2 separate regions of the Cricetulus griseus genome follow, and region 2 is linked to region 1. The links are chromatin contacts, called in public Micro-C maps. All regions are on one chromosome and are shown on one strand. The core of a region is the stretch at or near the end of the contact, and the rest is flanking DNA. Distances in the headings are between cores, read along the strand shown.

Region 1 (4,237 bases), core at 673-3,172:
TATGCCCAAGAGTTGTCATTAGACATTCTCCCTTTTAGGTCCTGAAGTCACTGAGTTAAGGATGCTTTTAAATGGAAATTCACTACAAAAGGAAAAGAAATGAAACCTCAATAACCTCAAGCCATGCTCTAATCACATCCTATTGTGACTTGCAACTGCAGCAGAGCTTAGGGGCACCCGAGAGCCTAAGGTTTATCATAGGCCCTGGTAATCACTCAGCTAGACTCCTAGCAGTTCCCCACATATATATTTTTATGTGCTCCTCAAACTATTAGTCTCCTTATTTGTTAATTAACATTTATGTAAGTAAATAAAGCAAATGTCAACCAAATGAAATAAAAAATCACTGTCAAATTCATTTAGGGTTGTATTGTCCTTTCATCTGATGTCGCAGCACAGTGCCTCCCTGCTCCCCCAGCAACCTGTAATATTTTCCCTTACATATACATTTCATAATTGACTTTTTAGGGATTTAAAAGGAATTTAAAACTTTCACGCAAGTTAAGATACTTAAGTTTCATTAGTGACTTTCATTAGTAGTGAAGGAACCACAAATGCAATTTTAAAATTACCAGCTCAGTCACACTGTCCAGGCACCTCTGAGCCTAAGAAGTTGTTTGCTTTGTTACTACTTAACATATACTCCCCGCCCCCATTTTCTTGGCATGTGTGTAGAATGGGTGGGTATGCACTTGTGGCCAGAGGTCAACATTGGCTGTCCTGTATTGCTCTTTGTTATGGTGGAAGCTTCCACCCAGCCCCTGGCATCCATATACCCAAAGAGTCTGGAATGTTATGGTGGAGGTTCCACCCAAGCCCCTCTCCCCCCTCTCTCTCCAAACCCTGCTGCATCTCAGAAACCCTGCCAAATGATGGATGGCACTCCCCCAGAGATACTCAAGACCACTCTCACAGGGTATTTAAACTGTCCCCCAGAAAACAGACTGGTGGTTTTTCCGGTCTCCCTTTCCTGTCTCCTCTCTGGGGGGTCTGGAAGGCCATCCAGGAGCGTTGTATCCATTAAACATGGGCCTTTTCTAATTCGGTTTGATTTGGTCTGATTTGGATTGCTGTGTTGGTGGAGAGGCTTATGGGGTGTAGAAACTTTTCATTCTTCACCATACTTTTTGAGATAGTCTATTATTGAACTTGGAGCTCAGTTTGGCAACAATGATTCCAGTGAGCCCTCAGAACCCTCTGGTCTCCACTTCTCAGCTCTTGAATCACAGGTGTGTGTGTACAGTTATGCCCAGCTTTTTTACACAAGTGCTAGAAGACTGAAGTCAAGCCCTCCCATTCTAAGTGAATCATTTCCCCAGACCATGAATACATGCTCAGGCTATCACTTAGCCCTAATATTCTCTTGGAGCCACAGTTTCTATATTATGGTTAGGAGACAGACTTGGATGCTATGTGTTGAATATAGGTCTAGTGTAGCAGGTAAATTTCTGAAAACATCCAAGAATATTTCTTTTTTGAGACAGGGTCCATGTAGATCTGACTGTCCTAGAACTCTCTATGGAGAACAGTTGTCTCAAATTAATAGAGATCTACCTGCCTCCGTCTCAAATGCTGGGATCAAAGGCATGTGCCATCAAGCCCAACCCTATACAAGAGGATTTTTTAAAAAGCAACATTGAAAATATCTAAAGGGTAGTCTCTAAGTAACTTTCTCTGAATATTTTCATAATGAAAATACTCTCTTGAAAAAAAAAAAAGCAAAAGCAATCATTGTTCTTAATTCATATCTTCTAACTTTAGGTGGCCATGTATTAATTTTAAACAATTAATGAAGCCACCATTCTTTTTCATTCATTGTACAAACACCACACCAACACAAAAGCCAATCATGCTTTGCCCTTGAGCATTATTAAACAATGACATAAAAATGTGGGCCTCTGATAGAGAAAACTTTCCCCATGAGTCATTAACCAGCTTCAGCCAACAAGCTCACAGTTCCAGCTAAGTAGCCCGAAGCCCTTCACATTCGGTACTGCTTCCTTGGTGGCCCCTGACCCTAACTTCTGGTTAGGAACTGAAATTGGGTTGATTTTTTTGTTTTAAAACTTCTGTAGGATAATAGTGGTATTAACAAACATGCTCTATGCCAACCATAATAGAAATAGGCAGCTGAGTCCCCGGGTGTGCTACAAAGAACCCTTTTCAATGTCAGCCCCTTTCCATTCTCTATCCCACGATTCCCAAAGGAGCCAATATATGCAAACAAGACCAGAAGAAGAAAGAGCCTATCATGATTAGGGCTCCTCCCTCACATCCTCTCAGTGCACCATGGTGATCTGATGTGGCTAGAAGGACTCTGTTCTTAAATGTGGTTGCCCAACATGACTCCCTAAAGAGTTTGGTTTTTGTTTTGAAAGGTAGCCATGTCTCACCTCAGACTTACTTACCTCCAGAGGTGAGGCTCTGGAGCTCTTTGTTAAAGAGAACAACACAGAAGCAAATTCTGTGTTCTCGTTTCCCTAGCATCATGGGGAAGCTGGTGGTTAAACAAAGTTATTACTAAAAGTTAAATGATATGAATTCAGGATTAAGCAAATCACACAGAAATAAATACTCAAAGTTCACACTTTAATCATTTACCTGTGTTCTTGAGCAGTTTTACATCTATTGGATCTTTGCTTGTGTGCTAATTCTTATTTTATTTGTCCAGTTACACATTCAATAATGCCATGATTTACACTATGGGGATGAGCCAATGGAGGGAGTATATCAGGGCTTGAAAAGTTGATGGCCTCTGGACTTAAGAAAATGGTGAGGCCATTCGAACACCAGGCCAAGTTCCTGGAGTCCAGTTGAAGAAGGAGGAGGGGTTATATGAGCTAGATCATGATGGGGAAACCCACTGAGACAGTTGACCTGAACTTGTGAGAGCTCACGGACTCTAGACCGACAGCTGGGGAGCCTGGTCTGCTTGTGAGACCCATGGCAGTGGGACCAGAATCTAATCCTAGTGCATGAGCTGGCGTTTTGAAGCCCATTCCATATGGAGGTGGGGGCTTAGTCCTGCCTGAACTTAGTGTGGCTGCAGCTTAAACTTGAGGAAATTTTCTTCATTGTCTACTTTGGAAGATTACTTTCTTCATTGATGAGGAGAAGTCTATCAATCTTTCCTGCTTCATATAAAGGCACTGGCCAGCTGACATTCTTGCCACAGTGGCAAACACCAGCAGATATTCCTACCAGGAGCCACAGTTACTCAGCAGATAGAACCCTGGGCTGAGTTCTGAACATGAGTTCTATAAAACCAGGGATGCAGCCTATGAGGGTGACCAGTGTAAAATGCCCAATAAAGAGAATTGCTCACTTTGCTATTTGTAAATTCTATTGTCAGCATTTTTCTTCCCTAGAAAGCTGCTTGCTACACACTTGGCACCAGACTACTAAGCCAAGAAGTGAACAAGTCTCTAGCTGCCTCTATCTAGATCTACACCCTCACCTCAACTCTCCACCAAGAAAAACACAAAACATTACATCAAAAGGCTAAGTTTTCCTTAACACTCAAAGTAGACAACTTAATCTGCTAATTCAGTCCTCTTTACTGAGCCTGTCAAGCAAGGATGGCTTTGGGTTGATCTGACCACACCCACCACGCAGAAAAAAATGGGTAGTTAATCCTAAGAGATGGCAGCCTAGGTGCCATAGTCTAATGAATACCCTCGCCTGAATGTGGCCCTATTTGTGGGTAGAACCATTCCACAGGCTGGTGTCCTGGGCTGAACACAGAGAAGGAAGCTGAGCATCCAGCATTCTGCTTCCTGACTACAAATGCGAGGTGAGCAACTGCTTCCTGCTTCTGTGGCTGTGCCTTCCAACCATAGCCTTAAAAGCATGAGCCAAAACAAAGTCTTCCAGTCCTAGGGGGCTTTGTCAGGTGTTTTGTTGCAGCAATGAGAAGAGGAACTACTACAGAAAACTGATTCTGGCTGCTCAGAGGACTGTGGAGTAACAAAGAGAACAAAGGAATTGGAATATCCCTGTCAAATTTTCAACTTATTTCTGATTCAGAAAAGTGAGCTCTTCATCTTCCAATGGATGAAGTGCAGGTGAGTAACACAGTTTCTAGCACATTATGTTTTTATTTTAAAATATTTTAATTTATGTGTATATGTTTGTATCTCTGTGTATAAGTTTGTATCTCTGAGTGCAGGTAACCTTTGGGACCAGAACAGAGCATCCGATCCCCTGGAGCTGGAGTTGTTGCAAGATGCCCAATGTG
Region 2 (4,773 bases), core at 1,631-4,130, 110 kb before region 1:
TCATGTGGTCCAGCATCCCCTCCTGTGTAGGGGGAAGTTGGCAGAAAATAGAAACTTTTTCCCTCAGCTGCCAGAGTCCCCAGCACATCAGCTCATCACTACTTTGGAAGGAAGTAGATGTCCTATGTGAGCAGGGGAATAACAGAATGAATCAAGTCTAACTTCAGTGGGGATGGATCTCACGTCCTTATTTCTTCACATGGGAAGACTCAGCCAGGACCCTAACTGCTAATGGAAAGAAGTATCCAGAATGCTCTGAGTGAGCAGAGAGACACCTTCGGCTCCCGAGCCCCAAGATTCTCAAATGCACCCCTCTTTCTCAACAATGGAAATGCAATTTCCTAGCAATGTTCTCTGGCCATGGAGGAAAGGACATGAGCACATGGAGGCTCATTCCCTTCTGTCCAGGGTCCCTTTCTCCTGCATTGCACAGAGTACCTAGGGTCGCTGGGCTACCTCAGAACATGTTTCTACTTTTTGACTTCTGATATAACACTGGACAGTTTCTTCTGTCACTCCGCCCCTGCCCAGCAAAACTTTTGCCCAATCTCATAGCTTCTTCATCTCCTAAAACCAGTCACTACCAGAATGGGGCAACTCGGATGCCTCTCTTCTCTGCCCCGCCCTTTCTCCTCAGGCTCTGCCCACCCAGACCCACATCCTCTAAGTCACATCTCATTTCCGAGTCTCGGTTCCTTTGCAACAGTTTTACAAGGGCATGAAAACCAGGCAGGCACTACTAGGGGCCCTCTGCCCTGCCTCTCCTGGTGCCACAAGATACAACAGGAAGGTGAAAACCCCAAGGCAGGAGAGAGCTTGCTGGTCTCTAGGACCTGACTCCCAGGGAGCACAAGGGATCCAAAAGACCTGGGAGTAGGCTTTTTTGAACAGCCGGAAGACAATCTAGGAAAACACAGAAGCTCAGCTTCTCAGCCACAGCAAAAGGTGTGGATGTCCAACCTTTCTCCTCTCCTTGGACTCTAGGTCCAGGCCTCTCCCTGCCCTTCTCCCACCCATCCTGACTGTTTCTGACCTCCAAGGGCCCCTTGGAGCTCTGATTCCCTTTGAAAGCTTCCTCTGTAGCTTTAGCGGGCCAGAATGCCTCTTTCCCTGAAGTCTTTTGGCTTTGTCCGGAACATGTGTTCAGATATTCCATGACAGTCTAAGCTATGGAATTTAATGAACCTGAGTTCATACCCAGCACCACTCCTTGCTGTGTGAATATGAGGAGTTACCTAACCTCTCTGAGCCTGTTTCCCTACCAAAAAAGCAAACAAACAAAGAAACAAAAAACTTGATACCTGAACACTTCTCACCAAATCACCAGGAGGATAAAATGTGATAGCATATGTGAAATACCTAACATCGATCCTGGCACAGCAAAAGGGTACAAATAAACGGCCAATAGAGTCATGTTGCTATTCTTCTTATTATTTGTATTACTTCTGCATCAGAATTCAAAACTTATGATCTCTACCTGGCATACCTAAAATCCCCATGTTGGCCACCCCCTCCCAAAAAAAAACCTGGGTTTAATAAATTCTTGCTGAGAGGAACTCACTGTAGGCTGAGCTGACTTAACCTAGCTGACACTTCTTTAAAAAAAAATTAACTGTGCTGGTGCTAAACAAAGGGTTCATGGAATTATCTGTTCATATATAGACAAAGGAAGGGAATGCTTGGAATTGAGCCATACTGAACACCTGACCCCAGCTCCTCCCCTCCACAGCCACCAAAGTCACCAACTTCATTTAGATGGGATGTTAAGGTCTCTGCACTAAAGTTCGTGTGTTACCCTGATACAGGTCCCCTCTTACTCTGAAGCTGCCAGGCATCGAATATGAGCCGTGTTGCTTTTTGATTTTGCCAAGACTGGCAGAACCAGGGGACCATAGCGTTAGACAGCTGGTCAAATCATTGCTTCTGTTATGTGCCCTCCTTGGCCCAGGCTGGAACCTCTTGGGCTCTCAGAGCCTGAACACAGCGCCGGTTCAAGTTCCCACAAACTAAAGCAGTTGGTGACCAAAGCAGACTGTAAAAGCCCTCAAAATCAATCTAAGCCGAGGTTCTCTGTCTTTAGTTTTCTGGGGCTCCTTTCTGAAAAGCTCATTGCAGGCTCTCTGACTTACAACTCTGTGGCCACCTTAAGGACTACTCTAGAGATCTCCGCTACTGCTCTGCCCCAGTCCCTGGCTCTGCCCTGTCACCCACGACAAGCCTGGCCCTGCTTGCGGAGCCCTTGGGCACCCGAGCCTGTTAGTCCGGACACCGGCTGCGTGTCCAAGAGTACAGTTACTTTTGCGCCATGTGCTCCGGCAAGCGCCAGCGACCTCGCCCAAAATCTGCGGCGGGCAACCTGCCCAGCCAACTTTCTTCTCCCTTTCTCTTTTCCTTTCACCAAAGCGGCGCATCCCAAGAAGCAACCCTCAAAAACTGTGTAGCCTCAAAACCCAGCTTTGCTTTGCTGAGCCCACTTCACTTTATTTCCTCCCCGGGGGTCAGCCCAGGGGCCGTTCTGCTGGAGTGAGCACTCTGCGTTCACATCCCCGCTGCCCAGGCTAGGGCCACTCACCGATCTGCTGTTGCGCCAGGCTCAGCGGCAAGAGGCAGAGTCCCCAAGCTGCGTGCCACCAAAACTTGTCCATGGTGTGCGGGATAGAACCCAGGAATCTAGTCGCCTCTTAAAGAGGGTCGCAGGGAGCTGGGGCAAGGAGGATGGATGGAACCTGTCACAGGCTGGGGGCCGCTAGGCAATGAGGCCGCCTCGGAAGTTGGCTGCCGTTTTTATTCCAGGCTTTGAAAGAGTGACCTAAGAGGGAGGGAGCGCGCGAAGGACACACCCAAAGCGAGGGGGCTGTGACTAGGCAGCCAACGGAGGTTTAAAGATACACCAGTCTGCTTTCGCTGCTGACTCGGAGACCCTGCCCTACTCTCCCGGGCAGCTGAGAATTGCTGCCGCCCCTGTCTGCCCACCTCCCACCCCCAGGCCACTCCACAGGTTTCCTTCTCTGGCCAGCCCTCCTGCCTTTGGGGATCATTGCCTGGGGCAAGGAGAATGACTGAGTCCTGTGACCTCACCCCTCTGAGTTCAGCCTCAGGTCTCTCCTTTGCCGCTAAACTTCTGGGAACCTGGCTGGAGAATGACTGTCTAGGTTTCCCAGGAAGCTGGATGTCTCCTAGGGAGGAGCTGAGACAAGAGGGAGACCCTGCTGGGAGAGAGGACAGTGCCTTCCAAGCCAGGGTGGATTTGAAAAGTGGGGAATTTGTGGGAGTGCCCACTCGTCTTTCCCTCTGAGAGAAGTTCAAAATTCTCAGTGGCTCTTTGCTCAGGGAAACCTAGCGATGACCAGTTATGGGGATCATATCTGACCCCTTGGGGGTCATATTGGACTCTACAAGTCCATGCTGACAACCTCCCATGCCAGGAGGCTGTCTGTCCTTCCACCCACCCACAAACACACTTCATTCATGATCTCAAATTAACTAATTAACCTACCAGTTCCTTAAATCCTTCTGGGATTCCCCCATTCCCCTGTCTTCCTTCATATGCACTAACCTAGTCATACCCCATCCATCACCAAGCCTTCCATTTATCTATAGCACAACTTTTCATCCAGCATCCCATAAATCCCAAGCTCACCTCCCTCCGCCGTCTTCCCCACCCATCCCCCAACATGCTGATGCTTGTACACGGTCCCGTTCCATCATTTTGTCCAGCTTCATATCCACTTACACATTTGTCACTTCTTTCTTGTTTGCATTTATGCCCTCTTTGCTGCAAACTTTAATACACTGCCATTTATTTCTTCCCTGAGAAATCTCAAAGAGGGGTGCGCATTGCCATATCCTTCAAGGGAAATATTTCAGGGCTTTTCGAAAGCAGGGGGAAATCGTATTTTAAATCACAATTCCCTATCTTCTCTAATACCCTGTGAGTCACAATTAGGACATCAAAAGCAGTGTTTATTTTTAATGTGAACTACTGAAAGTGAATCTGAAGTGAACATCTTTGCTGAATGAGATGCATGGAAAACATGCCTGTGGCAGGACCCTGAAAAAATCATAGCAGAATTTCTGAGGGAAAGTAATATTTTGGGATTCATTGAAATAAACTGAAAAGGTGAGAGAAATGCACCCAGCCACCTGTCCATCCATTTATTCATAAAACATGTAATGAGTGCCCAAGGGTATCAAGATAAGCCAAACCTTGTTTGTCTCCAGGCACTGGTTTACAGTCACAAGCCAGCTGCTGCTTACAATATGAAATGTACTGTAAAATAGAGGCAGGCCTGGAAAGATGGCTCAGTGGTAAAGTGCTTACCACCAAGCATGTGACCCAAGTTCAATCCTTGGAACTCACATGGTGACTCATGCAAATAGTCCTCTACCCTTTACATGCATGCCATGGCATAAATCTATACACACTCACTTAATAACTATTAAAATGCTTAGAAAATAATTCAGCCAGCCTTTTGCATCTATAGATCAAAATATTCATAAGAAATGCATTTTGTTCTTAGTATCTGTAAGCTTTTTGCTTTTCATTATTTTGTGAACAACATGGGTTAACATCTATGCATCACATACATAATACACATCATTCCGTTGTATTAAGTATTACAAATTATCTAGCAGTGATTAGAAGAATATGTGTGGGTTATATGCAAATACTAAGTCATTTTAAATAATAAGATGGGTGTGATATCCTGGCTGATAAGGAATGACGTGTACCCGTGTGTGTGTGTGTGTGTGTGTGTGTGTGTGTGTGTGTGT

What was found. Hi-C and Micro-C count contacts between places; a contact is called where the count stands out from the background.
Region 2: a Micro-C map of the CHO-K1 cell line shows a contact between it and region 1, with 2.9 times the contacts expected there. The contact joins the promoter of Cd44 here to the enhancer-like site in region 1. A contact is called at or near these places in 2 of 8 Hi-C or Micro-C datasets (the CHO-K1 cell line and fibroblasts).

The regions. Positions count from the first base shown.
Region 1 is chr6:74,652,291-74,656,527 of CriGri-PICRH-1.0, reverse strand. No RefSeq gene overlaps it. Among named protein-coding and RNA genes, the nearest start is that of Mir1343, 50 kb to the right of the region's middle. Within about 2 kb of position 1,922, at least 2 of the 6 cell types and tissues checked have open chromatin away from gene starts, as enhancers often do. A contact at or near this core is called in the CHO-K1 cell line and fibroblasts, where this site is marked.
Region 2 is chr6:74,762,288-74,767,060 of CriGri-PICRH-1.0, reverse strand. Cd44 (CD44 antigen) reads right to left here and starts at 2,880. Exons shown (of 19, transcript XM_027422375.2): 1 at 2,573-2,880. The coding sequence starts at 2,645.